6 separate regions of the Sus scrofa genome follow, and regions 1, 3, 4, 5 and 6 are each linked to region 2. A link is a contact called in public HiChIP or PLAC-seq data. All regions are on one chromosome and are shown on one strand. The core of a region is the stretch at or near the end of the contact, and the rest is flanking DNA. Distances in the headings are between cores, read along the strand shown.

Region 1 (2,700 bases), core at 141-2,640, 320 kb after region 2:
GCCTATGTGGTGTTTAGTCTTCTTGAGGATTCTAGTGGCCATGTGTAGTTCTATCTATAGGATTAGAGGAAGAACTATAATCATGTTCTTGTGAATTTTTTATGAGAGTGATCTCAGTAGAACTTGTCTTCAATAAGTTAGAAAAAGCCATAAACAGTCTTAAAAGTCAGAATCACCTATTACTTTTATAATTGAGCGTTTTTTTCTGATTCACGACTTTTTTTTTTAATTCTCCCTTAAAGTTATTCCTCACGTGTACTTTTCTTTCCATGTTCTAATTGTCCTCTGTTTTCTTCACAGAGTTCATTGGTATTTTACTTCAATAAGATCTATTTCTTGAACATTTCTTTCCTAGCGCTACCTTGATGAAGCAGACAGAGATAAGGAGCGTTACATGAAGGAACTGGAGCAGTATCAGAAGACTGAGGCCTACAAGGTCTTCAGTAGGAAAACACAGGACCGTCAGAAAGGCAAATCTCATAGGCAAGGTATCAGAACCAGAACCAAATGTATCTGTAGTTTGTTTTTGCATGATGGGGTGTCACAAAGCCTACTATTAGAGTGCTAAATATAAAAGATACATTTCTCTCATTTCTCTATTATACTACATTCACTTAAAAACATCTTGGAGTTTTATTAAAATCACATCGCTCTCATTTAGAAATTTCAGTTGGTATTTCCATATCCAGTATCAATTTGGCTTGTACTCTAAGACCCCTTGTAGTTGCCCTGTGCTTTTTTTCTTATTCAGTTTAGGCATTTCTCTGCCTCTAAACAAATCTGCCTACTATGCTACATAATTGCCTTGCTTTAACACCTCTAAGCCTTTCATGTGATCATTGATGGCCTTTCACTGACCATCCTTTTAATTCACTCATTCATGTGTGCCTGTATTCAAAATATGTATTGAACACTTCCTGTTACATATCAGGAGCTAACCTAAATATTAAGGATGCAAAGGTAAACAAAACAGTCAAAACCCCCATCTTCACGGATCTTTTAGTTTCCATTAAAATTGTTCATCACAGAGTTCCTGTCATGGCTCAGCGGAAACGAATCTGACTAGCATCTATGAGGATCCTGGGTCTTGCTCAGTGGGTTAAGGATCTGTCATTGCTGTGAGCTGTGGTGTAGGTCCCAGATGTGGCTTGGATCCCACATTGCTGTGGCTGTAATGTAGGCTAGCAGCTACGGCTCCAGTTCAACCCCTAGCCTGGGAACCTCCATATGTCGAAGCTGCGGCCCTAAAAAGACAAAAAATAAAATAAAATTGTTCATCACACTCTTACAAGGATTGCTAAAAGTTCCCCTACTTGAGGAAATACTGCCAAAGCTAAGCCTGACATTACTTAGCTATTGCGTCTTCTCCTTTGGGCATCTTGCCTGCTAAACTATAATGTTGTGCAAACAGCCTTTGGCATGTATTTCCTGTCCACTCTATTCTCCTCAAAGATAAGAATGATGTCTGCTGTTTCTCATGTCTTTTTTTTTTTTTTTTTTTTTTTGTCTTTTTGCTATTTCTTGGGCTGCTCCCATGGCATATGGAGGGTTCCCAGGCTAGAGGTCGAATCGGAGCTGTAGCCACCGGCCTACTCCAGAGCCACAGCAACGCGGGATCCGAACCTCATCTGCAACCTACACTGCAACTCACTGCAACGCCGGATTGTTAACTCACTGAGCAAGGGCAGGGACCGAACCCGCAACCTCATGGTTCCTAGTCGGATTCGTTAACCACTGCGCCACGACGGGAACTCCCTCTCTTATGTCTAATTGGCTAACCTGTAAGATGGAATTCCCTTTAACTTTTGTTAACTGACTGATTAATAAAGCTATTATATTTTGAGAGCCCACATATACCAGCAGTTTTTGTAGTTTGGCACAGTCATTTGCTTGGGTTTTGTTACTGTTTTGTTTTGGTTTTCAGCTTAATATTCTTATTCTTTCATATTTTTAGATGCAGCCCGACAGGCTACTCATGATCATGAGGTAATTAACTTTCTGTCTACACGTTGTGTGTATGTGTATGATATATGTATATAATAGTGATGCTATTTGAAATGCTATTGGACCATTTTTTTAATCACAGCAGAATATTTTCTGTCCCATAATTAGGACTGGGTTAGTTGCCTTTAGCTCGAGGATGCTTAGCAAATGGCAGACACTTATGTTATGAATCTGTCCTTGAACTAAACCCCTTAACTCCAGCCCCTCTTGTGACCCAAGAATTTTATTCGCTTTAGATGCTAAAGATGGCTAGAGCTTGGAGTGAGGTGTAGAAATGAGGACCAACTAAAAGCTGTAAGCTGACTATAGATTAACATCATCAGATACTTTATTCCGACTCCCAAAAAGTTGTTACTTAGGGAATTTGGCATTTAATTTAAATGAACTATTCGACTACAGCATGTGCAGAGCACAAGTGACAGTTATCTTGGTTCCTATGCCTCCTTTCCTGCTGGCACATATTTTTCTCTGGCCTTTTCCCTTCCATTTGGTTCAGCCTCAGCAATAGGATTTAGGCCTATGTGTAGGCTACGGTTAATATATGGTTGTAAGAAATTAAATTTGTGGTAATTTCATGCTTGAAAATGCTCAATGACTCTTCATTGCTTACTAAATCATATTCAAATGTAGCAATCAGGGTTTTCTGTAATTAAGTCCCAATTTCCCTTTCCAAATACCTTAAACTCTCATAATTCC
Region 2 (2,700 bases), core at 52-2,551:
AATGATAGTGACCAAGAGAATGTTGAGAAGTAATTTTTCCATTATTAATAACAACAATGCATTCTCTTACATGTACTTCACAGTTTATAAAAGCAGTTTCACTACATAAACACATATGCATATAAACCTCTAATGAGGGAGGTAGGTACAGCAGCGAGTATCCATTCATGTGAAAAGGGAGAGGTTATGTGACTTGCTTGGGAATATACAACAACAGATTCAGAATTTGGACCCATTAAGCTGACTCCAAAGCTACTTTTCTGTTTTCTTTCTTTCTTTTTTTTTTTTTTCCTTCTTCTGGCTATACCCATGGCACGTGGAAATTCCTGGGCCAGGGACTGAATCCACACCACAGCAGTAACCTGTACCACAGCTGTGAAAATGCTGGAGCCTTAACCTGCCAGGCCACCAGGGAACTCCCAAATATACCTTTTCTTATTTTATGTTGTGATGTCTTTTAGTTTAAGACCAACAAAAATAAAGCTATTCACATTGAATGAAAAACCAAATAAAGCTATGGACTGAACTTGTCTTCCCAAGATTCATAAGTTAAAGCCCTGACCCCCCCCAATGTGCATACTCTCTCCCCCACCCTCCCCACCCCTGGCATGTCTCACACCAGGAAGAGAATCTTCTCCCTTTGCAGTCTACAGAAATGGGAGAAAATAAACCCTATTATTCATTAGTCATCCAGTTTATCGTATTTTGTTATGGCAGCTCAAGCAGACTAAGATGAAGATTTTGTTACTGAGAAGTGGGGTATTGCTTTAACAAATAACCAAAAATACAGAAGAAGCTGCTTTGGAATTGGGTAGAAGATGGAAGAGTTTTAAGACACCTGAGAGAAAAAGCCTAGATACCCCTGAATAGACTGTTGCTAGAAATATGAACACTAAGGGTGATTCTAGTGAAGTCTCAGATAGAAATGAGGAACACATCAGAAACTAGAAAAAAGATGAACTTTCTTATAAAATGGCAAAGAACTTGGCTAAATGGTGCTCTTGCATTTTGTGAAAGGCAGAACTTGTAAGCTATGAAACTAAATATTTAGCTGAGAGATTTCTAAACAAAATGTTAAAGGAATGGCTTGTTTCTTCCTAACTGCTTATAGTAAAGGGCAAAGGGAGAGAGAAGAGTTGAAGGAATTGTTGGACAAAAAGGAATCAGAGCTTGAAGATTTGAAAACTCTCAGCCTATCCATATTGTAAAAAACGAGAAAGCTTGTTCTAAAGAGAATACTAAGGGTGTGGCTGAATAACCACTTGATAAAGACATCAGAGTGTGACTCATGGACTTAATCAGCCATCTCAGCAGAAGCCAGAAATAGAGGTGGGATTATACCAGCAAAGGCACTGTCAGTTTGAACTAAAGGGACAGAGAAAGCTGGGTGGAATGAAGGAAGGCTGTTGGACTTCTTGGATGCTTGAGGACTGGACCATAGAGCTATTTATCTGTGAAAGAGAACTATTCTTTAAGGAAAGGGAAGCATGACCCTGAAGACATTCTAGATATTCAAGGGCTGCTACTCCCACCACAGGCCCAGGGCAAGGCAGTTTCCTTTTCTGTTTAGAAGGGTAGGGATGCTTCTCCAGATTGGGAAGGCCAAGCGTGACCCTGCCCTGGCAGTGAGCCATGTGGGTGGGCCCTTACGAAAAGCCAAAGATCAAGGGGCCCAGCAGAGCCACATGGTTGATGCTGCCACTCCAGTGGGCCTGGAGGACAAAATACTGAATCAAAGAGGATTATTCCTGAGCCTCAGTATTTAATGGAATTGGCCTTGTAAGGTTTTGGAATTGGCCTTGCAAGGTTTTGAACTTGCTTGAGACCCATCATCCCTTTCTTCCTTTTCGATTTCTCCCTTTTTAAATGGGGTTGTCCATCCTATGCTTGTCCACCACTGTATTTTGGAAGCACATAACTTGACTATTTCCCTAGGTTCACATTTGGAGAAGAAATTTGCTTTAGGATTTATCAGACCTTGAGTTTCACCCATATCTGATTTAGATGATAGTCACGTGAGACTTTGGACTTTAGAGTTGATGCTAGAATGAGTTAAGAACTCTGGGACTACTGGGATGAACTGAACATATTTTGTATGTGATAAGGATATGAATTCAATGTGGGGGGCAGGGACAGAACATTTTGGATTAAATTGTTTACCCCGCTCCTCCCAAATTCATATGTTGACATGCTAACCCCCAAGGTGATTTAACTGTATTTGGAGATAGGGCCTACAAAGAGGTAATTAAGGCTAAATGAGGCCCTGACATGGATTAGTGTCCTTATAGGAAGAGACACTAGAAAGTCCCTACCCACCTCAGCCATGTGAAGACACAAGAAGAAGGCAGCCATCTGCAAGGCAGAAAGAGAGCCCCCCACTAGAAACTAAATCAGCTAGAACCTTGATTTTGAACTTTCCAGCATTCAGAACTATGAGAAAATTTATTTTGTTTAAGCCATCCAGTCTACAGTATTTTGTTAGGGTGGCCTGAGCAAACTCAGACAACACTCAAGGTAAAGATCATAGTACTCTTTATCACCGCAGGGTATTTGGCATTTAAGGGGTAGAATCCCTTGGCTTTCAAATTATTAAATTCTAGCAGTGACTTCCTTTTGCAACATTTTAACAGACCTTTTAGCTTCTTCAAGAGACAGTCATACCTGTTAGCCTACTCTAAATTCCCTTAGTATGGAAAGGGA
Region 3 (2,886 bases), core at 345-2,844, 290 kb after region 2:
ACATTATTACTTTGAGCATTTTGGTTGTTTCCTTCCAATCTTTTTTCTTATGTGTCTGTTCTTTTGATATAACTATAATCTGCATAATATACTTTAGCATAAATATTTCATTGAAAACTTTTGTAACATAATTAGCAAAAATAGTTATCACATTCTTTTATTTTTGCAGAGCACATAAAGAAATAGTTATTTGATCCTCACAATATCTTTTTGAGTTAAATAGAGAAGGTATTATTAGCACCATTTAACATATGAAGGTATGGAAAGCAGTCACATAGTGCCTCTACTTGGTACTATAGTGGGTTTCTGTTCTCTGCAGAAGTACTTGCTAACCACAGCCAAGTGAGTGCATTTAATGTAGAAAGAAGAGCAAAACAAATCCTTCAGCAAATTCCTATTCCCTGGGATGTCACTGTGACTTACTGGATTAAGTAGGCTTTTGAACAGCAATAGGCAACTCTGGAAATACAAATTTTGTAGATTTTAGTAAATACACTCAACACCAATCATCTTGAGGTGATTTAATTAGTCTAGTCACTCCTCAGTTAGTTACTGCTGATATAGCTTTAAACTTGTTTTTGTTTCACCTGGAAACAAAATCAGTAGCTTGTAAACTGCTAAGATAACATCTAAGCACTTGATCTGGGTGACAGCCTAGAGGCTCTGTGTACAGGAAGGGTGAAGCCTTATCATATTGGGAAGGGTATGTAAAGGAAAAATGTTCCTGGGAAACTGGTCTTCTAGAGTTTTAAATGTGTCAAGTTTGAACTGTGTGGCTATTTTTTTTAACTTTCTGAAGTCATAAGCATTATCAGCTTTTGGATTCGAAAGCAAATATAGCAGAATAATTTTGAGTTTCTCTCATTTAAACTGCTCTGTTAAACTCAAATGTACCTATTTGTTTTGTAGGGAAAATTGTGAATTTCAAAAGCAAAATATAGTAAAACAATTCTGGGTTTCTTTCATTTGAACTTTGATGTTAAACTGAAACTGTACCTATTTGTTTTGTAAGGAAAATTGTGAATTTCAAAAGCAAAATATAGCAAAGTCTAAGTTTTAAATTTTCTTTCCATTTAAACTGTTCTGTTAAACTGCAACTGTGCCAATTTATTTTGTGAGGAAAACTGTGAATTTCATTTTATTGTTCAAAGTGGTAAAGACTATTGATGGTTTTGCCTCCCTGCAGCTAAAGGGTTTTTTTGGTTTGGTTTGTTGTTATTGTCTTCAACTTTTGGCCGAAGAAAACGTCCCCACTACCTAGAGTTCTGTTTTTCTTTTAGGAATTCTTTGTAGAAAGAGAACTTAATTTGTATCAAATTAATTGATTGATTAAAATGAAGTTGATTAAAATGAAGAACACTTTGATGGGATCTATTTCCTTTTATTACACTATAGCTTTTATAAGTGATCTCTGACTTTCCTTAAAACATCATCATTTACTTTTTAGTATTCATCAGCTTTGAAAGGGTAAAAGATTTGGGAATTATTGACTGTAACAGAAAGGAACATTCTTTCCATCTCTTCTTTGCAGTGTTGCTTCACAGCTGCAAGTTTGAGCTGAAGAAAGCAGTGTCAAACGTAGGAAAATAGAGGAACTATGTAAGGACCCTTGCCCTAGAACTGTTAACTAGTAAGTTTTTGTTTGGGTCCTCTTTCTCATATATAGACTTCCTCAGACTCCAGACTTGAATCATTTTGTTTTGGAGGTAGAAAGGAATCCTGTCTGCCTCCTTGATATGAATCTAGATTCCAAACATGTAAGTACCCTGAGCTAAGTGTTCCCTCTCAGGTTTTCCTCAGTCGGTATTTTCTGTTTCCTTCAGATGCTCTGTGAACTTATCACACTACTAAGCAGTTACCTTAGTTGGTCGCCCCATCTATTCATCTGTGTTTCTTCCCTGTTTTTCTTATATTAAATAAATAGCTTTACACACATGAGCTACTACAGCCCTTGCATTTTTTCCCACTGTTTTGCCCTTCTTCGCCCCACTAGATTATGAACTGTAAAAGGACAAAATTTCTTGTTAATCTTATTTACTTCTATGTCTTTGATGCCTAACACAGTGAACATATAATAAACTGTGAAAAGCATTGCTTTTTCAGCTTTTTTAAAACTCATTTCCCTATTTTTTTTTTTTTTTTTAAAGCCTACACCACAGCTACAGCAATGCAGGATCTGAGCCACAGCTTGTAGTAACGCTGGATCCTTAACTCACTGAGCGAGGCCAGGGATCGAACCCATATCCTCACAGATACTGTGTTGGGTTCCTAACTTGCTGAGCCACAAGAGGAATGCCTCATTTCCCTCTTGGTAAACACAAAAATCCTCTATTCTTTTTTTTTGTTTTTTTGCTTTTTAGGGCCTGACTTGAGGCATATGGAGGTTCCCAGGCTAGGGGCTGAATTGGAGCTGCCTACACCAGAGCCATAGCAACGCAGGATCCAAGCCTCATCTGTGACCTACACCACAGCTCATGGCAATGCTGGATCCTTAACCCACTGAGCGAGGCCAGGGATCAAACCTGCATGCTCATGGATCCTAGTCGGGTTCGTAAACCTCTGAGCCACAAAGGGAACTCCAAAATTCCTCTATTCTGATATAGCCTTCGTGAGAATCACCAAGAAGTGAGTGAAAAAATATACACATGTATCTTTACCAAACAAGAACATTAACTCTCTGTATTTTGTACAATTAATTACTTCTGTTTTCTAAATATAAAATAAGATTATAACATTGAATATTATTGAAAATACCTTTTCAAATATCATATGGCCTCCTAGGTGGAATATTAACTGTCTTGGCCTTCCCTTCTCCCACCTACCTCCTGTCTCAACCCTCCACCTCTGCCTCATACACGCCTAACTTTTTACTATTTCATAGTACCC
Region 4 (2,822 bases), core at 114-2,613, 380 kb after region 2:
TTTCTGGGTTGCTAATCAGCCAATGATCACAGTCTGTACTTTCTGCCTGCCTGAGGGAGTGGGTACTGCAACTCCAGGACCCAGACCATGTTCCTGGGAAGACTGTCAGGCCGGGCTCTCAGTGCACCCCAGGCACAAAGCCGATGACTATAGAGAAGAGAGTAGACTTAACAGTTAAAGGGAATTTCTCCTTCTCAGTGCTGTTTGAGGTAGTGAGCTTCCCAGAGTTGGAGGCATCCAAGAAGAGGCATTTCCTGTGCTGGTATGGTGCAGGGCAGTGAGCCCTCACTTGGACGGGCTTGAGAAGGAAGTCAGGGAGGGCTCACCCATGTTTTCCCCCACTCTCCTTTTTATCCTCATTTCCTTTCCCCCAACCCCTGACTTGCCAGAACCCTTTAGTGACTCAGCCACTCCCTGGCCCCTGCCCTCCCAGAAACTCCGCCTTTCTCAGCAGGACCCCAGAGAGGGCAGATGGCACTAAGGTGGGGTTTCCCAGGCAGGTCATCCACCCACAGGGCAAGCCCCAGGCTCAGCACAGCTGCTTCAGAGGGGACACCCCAGGGGCCCCATGGAGCCGGGCGGTATGCACCCAACCCCCCACCCCCCACCATGGCCCTAAACACCCAGCCTCCCCGCCAGCCTCCTCAGATCAACATCCATGGCCAACCTGAGGCCCAGGCCCCTCATCACCTCCCTGGGGTCGCATCCCGCTGCTGCCCGCGTAACCCATGCTCCAGCCATACCAAACTCACCATGTACTTGGCCTGTTCTTACTCTTCTCTCCCTGCCTGGAAAGGCTCTTCTCTGCCCTTTGACTCTGCTCAGAGGTCACCTCCCTCAGGAAGCCTGCCCTGACAGCCCCTCCACTCTGCCTCTGCTGGGGTACCCAGCCCTCTGCTTGCTGCCTTACAGCTCCTTCTCCCACTGAGTGCCCACTACCTGTTCCCGCTTTGTCTTTCTCATTGGGCCTCAGTTTCCCTCTTCTCCGATGTGAGAGGGACAGGCCCAGGGTCTTTGAGGATCCTCTGGCTGCTGAGGGCGACTAAGCCTGGGCTGTTAGATAGCCAAAGAGGACAGCCTGCGTCAGCTTTGCCCGCCTCACCCTCCACCCCATCCCCTCTGAGTTTCAGGACCTGGGTGTGACTCACTCACTGTCCGGCCCTCGCTCAGTCCTTCTCCGAGGCCTCAGTGCCTCATCTGCTAAATGGGAAGAATAACTGCTGACACCTGCCTCTTCAGGCCCCGTGAATCCTGAGGCTGGCAGACCAAACATCTCTGACAGCATCAGCCATAACCCAGGCTGACACAGGGAACAGCTCTGGCTTGGCCGCCGCCCCCTTCCGGACAGCCCAGGCCTTGGGCTCAGGGGTCCCTGGGGCTCTGCTGCCCTCCAGTGGCTGGAGGCCCCTGGGCACTTAGAACCGGTGAGCTTCTGGCTAATTCATCTGGCATCTGACTCAACCTAAGACAGAGGGAGACGCCAAGGCCCAGAGGTGGAAGGGACCTGTTGTTGTTGGAGGTCAAGCAGCAAGTCGGGGGCAGTTTCTGGACCAGAACCTGGACCTCCTGGCTCCCAGCACTTCCAAGCCCAGGGCGGGTCTGTTCCTCTTGCATCAGACTGACAGAAGAGGGAGCCGCTACCTCACCTGCCCAAACTGCCTCACCCGGGGCGCAGTGGGGGGGACCCCAAGTGTGGTTGGCTCCACCCTGCCAGTCTCTCTGAAAAGGGTTCGTCCTGCCGACCCAGGGGTCATCCCCAACTGGGGCTGGGGGTGGCCTGTAACCGCTGGGAGGGGTGCCTTAACCCCCTCCCTCTTGATTAATCAAATACTTAAAATAATGGCCTCAGTCATGATTGATGGACAGAGCATAGCTAATTACCCTGGAGATTAAAATGACTGTTTCTGTTTAAAAAGGCTGCAAATGAGTTAATTATTTCCTTTGCTCACCTCTCTAACCTCGTTACACTTCTAAATGAATAGCAATATTGATCTTGGAACTGATTTTGGTGTTACACCGCCCGAGCGGGTTTAATTAGGGTTTGAAAATGCTGCAGTGCCTCCTCCTTCTGACCGAGGAAATTAGCCTTGGGTTTTACTTACATTTCACAGCCGTGTCCTCACAGACAGAAGGGCTGGAACACCGGACAGTGATGCCTGATGCCCGCCAGCCCCTGTCCTGCCCTGGCTCCCAGCACCCTCCCACCCAGAGCAGCACTAACCATCTCCTGCCTGTCGCCTCTCAGGAAGATGTGGCAGCAAGGTCATTGGAGTCAGCTAGTTTAGCCTCTTCTGGTCACACTTGGGGGCTTGGGGGTTCAGACATGAGAAGGAAGGGCCTGGCATCACTTAGTGAGGTGGGGGCACGTCTGGGACCAGAAACTCTCACGAATTCCCAGCTCTAGACCTTGATGGCTCCCTGGCTAAATAAATACATCTTCTCTAGATCCCTAAAGAGCCCCCGTTTTCAGCTCTCCTAGGACCACATGGAACAAAGGCTGCCAGCAGGAATGAAGGTCGGAAACACAGGAGGAGCAGGGGCAGGGGACCAGGAGCCCTACCCTGGTTGATTATGATATGTTGCTACAGGCAAGACAGCCAGGGGGCTGTGGGACAAAAGCAGCACTGCATTCAAGCCATGGGGACAGTAGGAGCCCAGCGTTCATAGCTGATCTGCCCAGGGAAATCTAGGGGCCAGGTCATGTGCCCGACCTGATCAGCAAGGAAGGGATGTAGATTTGAGAATGAGAGACTCCTGACTGAACCTGACCCCAGTCCCAGACGAGTCCTGCTCATACACCGAGTCCTGACCCTTCTCACACA
Region 5 (2,724 bases), core at 167-2,666, 260 kb after region 2:
CTTGTCACTATCCTATCCCCTCAATGCCAGTCTTCCAATAACTCCAATCCACAGCTCTCAAATTCCTAAACGGTTGTCTTAAAAAACACAACGGATTGCAAGAAAGTAACATTTAAAGGTAGAAGGGCTCCTCTTTCCCGTAGCTCTCAGTAGTTTTTTTAACGTAGTCAAAGGACGAAAAAGACCAAATCAAGCTCTCAGGCGAATGGTGCAGGCGACCGGGAGGAGGTACAGAAGGGGGCTCAGACAGCAGCTTCCCATCACGGAAGGTAAGAAAAGTTGTAAGAACGGATGAGTCAAAGGGTAAGGGAGAAACAAAACTGATCCAACAAACAATTCGAAATCCCCAAATAACCCGCATCTTAGGAGTCTTACAAACCTCAGAGCGAAGTGAGCAAAGAGCCAACGGGTTTCGTCCTGGCGCTGCTGGCCAGGCTGCTCCAGATCCTCCCGGGTTTGGAGGTGGCTGTCCGGCACACTTAGCAAGAGCAAGGGGAGTCCTTCCTGCCCCAGCCTCACAGCGTTCACTACTCTAGGCTCCACTTTCCCCAGCAGCCTTCCAGCCGCGCCCGGGGGCGTCTCTCGCCGCCAGGTCCCAACTTTCCCTCCTCTGGGGGGCGCCGAGCTACTGGGGCTGCCGCCTCCGCCGCCACCGAAAGAGGGGGCGGAGGCGGCCGGGGCGCGAGGGGGCGCGCGGCGCCGCGGGCCCCGAGGTCGGCGGGGCGCGGGGGTGGCCGCGGCCAGAGAGCCTGTGCCCGGCCGGACGCTCTGACCGCCAGAACCCCCGCAGAGGCGCCACCGGGACCCCGCGCCGCCCCGCCCGTATTCTCCCAGGTCATCGCCCTCACCCCGCAACGACCCTGGTCCCACAAGCCGGCGCGAGAGAAGGGAAGCGAGAGGACGCGGACAACTCTATCTCTGTTACCTGAGGGGCGCACAAGCCGCCGCGGTGACCACCATCGTTCGCCGTCCCGTATCCTTCCTGGTGACCGCAGCCGTCGCCGCCGAGCAACTGACACTGACTAACAACAACTAACTACTCGCCGCCGCCGAGTCCACCGCGCGCTCCCGGCTGCCCGCAGCTCGCCGCCCGCCCGGCCCACCAGCCTGCCCGCCTCCTCCCAGCCAGCTCGCCTCCCCTCCGCGCGCGCACTCGCCGCCGAGCTACTTGAACGAGCACGCGCGCGCGCACGGGCCCAAGGCCCTCTCCCTGTCTCGCTTTAGCCCCGAGGGAGGAGTCACCATGAAGCCCCTCCTCTCGCGTTCCTACCTCCAGAGGAAGAGCTCTAGAGAGAGGTCTGATTGGCTGAAGAGGGCGTGGCCAAAGGAAGAGGGCCGGACGATAAGGACTGGGAAGGGAAATTTCAGGTCTATTACGATCCTGGGAAGGGACATTTCAGGTCTATTATGGTCCAGAGGGAAAGGGGAGTGAAGTATTGTCCCTTTTCATGCCAGAGTCCCCTCGGTCGGCCTGCTGTCGAATACAGAATAGGTATCTTCAAGGACTCCAGCCTACAGTAATTAGCAATTTTAAGTCCTGATTCTTTCTGCAGGCCTTAGCAATTTTAAAAAACTACATCTCCCAGAAACCTCCGCGAAAATAAGTCTCACCTTGCGTAATCACGTAGTCTTTCGCCGCCTTTGAACAAAATAATCCCTTCATTTTTCTGAAGGTATAGGGAATAATATTTGATTTCTCTCCTCACTGGAACAGTCTTAAATGCTGCAATAAGGGAAGTTACCTATGGGAAGGTGGTTAAGCGATTAGCTAAAGGGAAGGAAAGGACATCAAAATAAAGCAGTGCGGAGGAATTTTTGTCAAGCTGTGAGACGACGGAGTGAGAAGCGTGAAGGCGATTGAGAGGGGCTCAGGGAATTGTCCTCTGTGCCAGGGACTTTCTTTAGGCCCCAGGCCCCCGCCTGTCCCTATCTTCAGCAGGTCAGTAAGCAAGGCAACCTTGGGGGTGGCCACAGTGGAGCTGCCCTTCACCCCTTGAAGATCATCCCTCTTTTGCTGTTATTATTGGTTTGTCTGTTTGAGGCCGACTAACTGGGGGCGCCTCACTTCCGGTTGGGGGAGGGGAAGAAGGCCATCCTGGGGGAGGGGGGACCGTAACTCACTTCCTGTGGGGGTAGGGTGATGGTTTGGGTGTCCAGCCCACTTTTTATGCCGGCGAGGGCTTGAAAAGGTGATGCCTGGTGCCATATGCATAGACAGTATCTTAAAGCTTTGGGATTGTGTCTTATGCGAAAAGTTAGGTTATTCCACCTAGTTGTGCTAATCACCAGGCTCCAGTCAGAATTTGAGTTTTGGTTCCACGTGTAAGATGGAAAATTTTCTCTCCAACAGAATTTCCTTAGTGCGTTCTTCAAAGAATTCGAAACCCCTTGTTAAAATTCTCTACTCATCTCTACAAGATGACATACTTTCTTGCGTGACTCATGAATTGCCCATCCCTGCTTCCCTACTGAAGTCTAACCTTGGCTGAATAAGGTATAGCGATGTTCTCTGCCATGACATACCACAGGAACTCTGTAGTTTCTCATAAGGAGGTAGTTTATTACAAGACTCAATATTTTACCTAAATTATGAAGCATTTTCACCTGACCACAGTGAAAATATCATACTGAAGTACTCAATTACTTGGTGTTACTTTAACTGATTGTGATTATCTTAAATCCTTAGTCTTGTTAATTTTAGGCAACAGGTTCTGCCCTTTGCCT
Region 6 (2,700 bases), core at 24-2,523, 340 kb after region 2:
GGGGCAGGAAGGGAACCAGCAGGGCCTCCAAGGCCGAAACCCTTTCGATGCCTGAGCCCCAGATGATTTGCCTTGGTAGGTCGGCCTTTCTGGGCAAGAAGAGAGGGAACCTCTCAGCTCTTCCCGAATGTCCCTTTCTGCAACAGGGCAGCACAAAACAAGCCAGATCATTGTGTTCTTGGATATAAATATTGATTCTAGGTGGTGTTAACATTCCGTTCATAAAAGAATGTAACATATTTCTCCCACATCATATTAGACAGATGTGTTGTTTGGCCAAGAGAAGTCCAGAGTGCTGGCTTCTGTGGAAAAAATGTGGACATTTAAATGCATGCAGCTTTGGGAAGTCTAGGGAGCAGTCTCAGAGTAGAAGGCAGGCGCTTCCCCAGTGCCAGCTCTGCCCTCCGCCATCCAGTTTCTCCCTTCCCAGCTGCACACTGCGAGTCACACTGGCATTTCTAATCGCTTGTAATTTAGGAAGATGCTTTCTTAGAATTAGGTCTTGTTTCTCAAGAACCTGGAACTATGAGCATGCGCTGTCTTCAGGAGGCACGGAAGGGCAAGGCTTTCATTTTTTGCTTTCTTCCCCTGGGGGAAGATCTGGGGGGTCCGCTCCTCTGTTTTGTTTTTCACCTTCCACGTGGGAGGGAAGGGCAAAGGCTTTGGACCAGAGGTGGTCCTTCCAAGCATTCCACCCAGGCCTGACCAAGCCCCAAAAGACTGAGATTTGCTGGCTGCCTTGGCAAGGCGAATTCCCCACATTCCACAAGCGCTCTTGAGGGGGACATAGCATTAATGAGAAAGTGGAATTCTTGATGCGGATGCTGCTCCCTCGGTGCCAGTACATTTCACACAGACCGATCCTCGTCCAGCATTTCGTAAGAGAGTGGGAGAGCCCATTTCCAGATGTGTGAGCGCCGCGTTGACAGAGGTGCTGTCAGGAGAGCCACTGCCCTCTGCCGTCCTGGCCCGGAAGCGCCACGACGCTGGGGAAGAACCTGGGGCTTCAGAAAAAACTGGCGGCTGTCAAAATCCGCAGCGGACCCACGCCGGGGCGGAGGGGCCTGCAGCTCCTCGTTCTGCAAACATTGAGTCTGCGAGGGGCTGAATTCTAGCTGAGGCTCGCTGGCTCTCTTTATGTTTTGTGGTTGAGAACGAGCCAGAAATGGAGAGGATTTATAATGAAACCCCGGCCTCCGGCATCATCCGCTGGTGGCGTTCTGAGAAGGCGAGGAGAAGTGGGCTGGCTCCGACCCTTGAACCTGGCCAGCAGGCCCAGGCGAGGCAAACAAAGAGGGCAGCTTGCCCAAGAGGAGACCTCCCGCTGGATAGCAGCCCTGAGGCCACTCCCTCGCCTGGAAATGCGGCTCCTAGAGGCCTTGCTGGCTCCAAAGCTTCCAGCGAGGGGAAGTTGTAACTGCTCCCACTCAGGCCTGCTGGCATCTCCAAGGGGCCTCTAGTCCTGGCACCGCGGAGAGCCTGGCTCAGCTTACAAGCTGAGACCCAGCTGCCGCCCCCTCCACCCCACCACCCACCGCCTGCCAAGACTGCGGCTCAGCAGCAGGCCCAGGGTCAGGCTTGCTGCTGAAGTGTGTGTGTGTGTGTGTGTGTGTGTGAGAGAGAGAGAGAGAGAGAGAGAGATGGTGAAAGATAGGGTGGAGATATTCAGGTGGAGGTCAGAGGGAGGTTGGGGAACCAAATTCCTTGGACAACCTTGCAGTTTTGGAAAAAGACACGAAACAATCAGTTTTTGTTTTTTGGAAGGTTTTTTTTTTTTTTTTTTTTTTGTAAATGGATCTCCTCCCTATTGGGAGAAGAAAAACCCAACCCGCCAAACAAACCCCTCACAACAATGCCCTTCTCTCTCTGGGACCAATTTCCAGACTGCACAGCAGTCCTGACAAGGTCAACAAGCTGGAGCTGTAAGCGGAAGATCTTTATCTATGTGGGAAATAGGAAAATCATTTGACTGATAAAAGGAAATACAATAAATAGCATCTAAATTCCTGGCTGCATTCCCCGGGGCCCCTCCTCTGCTGGAGAAAGTGCGGAGGGGCAGGAATACATGTGCTGCTCCAGCATGTTTAAAAATAGCATACAGCACACAGCCCTTTCTTACCTTCCAGAAAGACTTCATTACCGGATCCTCAGCCCTGAGCCTGCAGAGCTGCTGCCGGCGCTTTCTTCTCCCCGAGCTAGATTTTTCTTTTTTGGAAACGTTAAGGCAGTGCGTGTGATACATTTTACTCACGGGCCAGCTCCTGCTCAGCTAGTTTCAATCTGGGCACGTCTCAAGCTCACGTTGAAAGTCCATTGTATTTAATGGGGTGTTAACTCTGTTTATTCTCTGGGACTTGTGCAGTAATTTTACACTCTGCAAAACTAGCAACTTGAACTTGAAGTGGTGTGCCTCTCTCCCCATCCCCACCCTCATGGACCTCAGTCCCCAGGCACCTTTGGCCTTGACTCCCAGGTTTCCTTCAGCCCAGGTGGCTAAATGAGGTCTGGATGGAGCCAAGAAACCTGGGTTCACAGCCACTGCAGCCACTGGTTAGCATGGGTCTCTTCCTCTCTTGGAGACTCAGTTTTCTCATCCGTAACCTGGGGATTTTAATCCACCCTATATACCTTAACAGGCTGTTGAGATGCAGTAATGTCATAGTGGAAAAACATTCAGCTGAGTTCTGTAAAGACCCTCAT

The links. HiChIP or PLAC-seq counts read pairs in DNA pulled down with a chosen protein or histone mark.
Region 1: a contact with region 2 is called in an H3K27ac HiChIP or PLAC-seq map of alveolar macrophages. The contact joins two enhancer-like sites. A contact is called at or near these places in 1 of 47 Hi-C or Micro-C datasets (embryonic fibroblasts) and 1 of 2 datasets of contacts at active chromatin or transcription factors (alveolar macrophages).
Region 3: a contact with region 2 is called in an H3K27ac HiChIP or PLAC-seq map of alveolar macrophages. The contact joins two enhancer-like sites. A contact is called at or near these places in 1 of 47 Hi-C or Micro-C datasets (embryonic fibroblasts) and 1 of 2 datasets of contacts at active chromatin or transcription factors (alveolar macrophages).
Region 4: an H3K27ac HiChIP or PLAC-seq map of alveolar macrophages shows a contact between it and region 2. The contact joins two enhancer-like sites. A contact is called at or near these places in 7 of 47 Hi-C or Micro-C datasets (embryonic fibroblasts, fetal heart ventricle, fetal skeletal muscle and 3 more) and 2 of 2 datasets of contacts at active chromatin or transcription factors (alveolar macrophages and skeletal muscle).
Region 5: an H3K27ac HiChIP or PLAC-seq map of alveolar macrophages shows a contact between it and region 2. The contact joins the promoter of HMG20A here to the enhancer-like site in region 2. A contact is called at or near these places in 1 of 5 promoter capture datasets (liver), 5 of 47 Hi-C or Micro-C datasets (brain, embryonic fibroblasts, fetal heart ventricle and 2 more) and 2 of 2 datasets of contacts at active chromatin or transcription factors (alveolar macrophages and skeletal muscle).
Region 6: a contact with region 2 is called in an H3K27ac HiChIP or PLAC-seq map of alveolar macrophages. The contact joins two enhancer-like sites. A contact is called at or near these places in 16 of 47 Hi-C or Micro-C datasets (alveolar macrophages, embryonic fibroblasts, epiblast stem cells and 9 more) and 2 of 2 datasets of contacts at active chromatin or transcription factors (alveolar macrophages and skeletal muscle).

Annotation. Positions count from the first base shown.
Region 1 is chr7:57,554,106-57,556,805 of Sscrofa11.1, forward strand. HMG20A (high mobility group protein 20A) reads left to right here. Exons shown (of 11, transcript XM_021099019.1): 6 at 356-488; 7 at 1,955-1,986. Among named protein-coding and RNA genes, the nearest start is that of HMG20A, 51 kb to the left of the region's middle. Within about 2 kb of position 1,391, at least 2 of the 83 cell types and tissues checked have an H3K27ac peak or open chromatin away from gene starts, as enhancers often do. A contact at or near this core is called in alveolar macrophages, where this site is marked.
Region 2 is chr7:57,238,665-57,241,364 of Sscrofa11.1, forward strand. The region is part of intron 5 of PEAK1 (pseudopodium enriched atypical kinase 1); the gene reads right to left. Among named protein-coding and RNA genes, the nearest start is that of TSPAN3, 52 kb to the left of the region's middle. Within about 2 kb of position 1,302, at least 7 of the 83 cell types and tissues checked have an H3K27ac peak or open chromatin away from gene starts, as enhancers often do. A contact at or near this core is called in alveolar macrophages, retroperitoneal adipose tissue and skeletal muscle, where this site is marked.
Region 3 is chr7:57,531,762-57,534,647 of Sscrofa11.1, forward strand. All of the region lies in intron 2 of HMG20A (high mobility group protein 20A), which reads left to right. Among named protein-coding and RNA genes, the nearest start is that of HMG20A, 29 kb to the left of the region's middle. Within about 2 kb of position 1,595, at least 3 of the 83 cell types and tissues checked have an H3K27ac peak or open chromatin away from gene starts, as enhancers often do. A contact at or near this core is called in alveolar macrophages, where this site is marked.
Region 4 is chr7:57,623,463-57,626,284 of Sscrofa11.1, forward strand. No RefSeq gene overlaps it. Among named protein-coding and RNA genes, the nearest start is that of HMG20A, 120 kb to the left of the region's middle. Within about 2 kb of position 1,364, at least 25 of the 83 cell types and tissues checked have an H3K27ac peak or open chromatin away from gene starts, as enhancers often do. A contact at or near this core is called in alveolar macrophages, where this site is marked.
Region 5 is chr7:57,502,632-57,505,355 of Sscrofa11.1, forward strand. It overlaps HMG20A (high mobility group protein 20A), which reads left to right and starts at 1,417. Exons shown (of 11, transcript XM_021099019.1): 1 at 1,417-1,939; 2 at 2,351-2,494. It also overlaps a transcript of PEAK1 not described here.
Region 6 is chr7:57,578,013-57,580,712 of Sscrofa11.1, forward strand. No RefSeq gene overlaps it. Among named protein-coding and RNA genes, the nearest start is that of HMG20A, 75 kb to the left of the region's middle. Within about 2 kb of position 1,274, at least 64 of the 83 cell types and tissues checked have an H3K27ac peak or open chromatin away from gene starts, as enhancers often do. A contact at or near this core is called in alveolar macrophages, retroperitoneal adipose tissue and skeletal muscle, where this site is marked.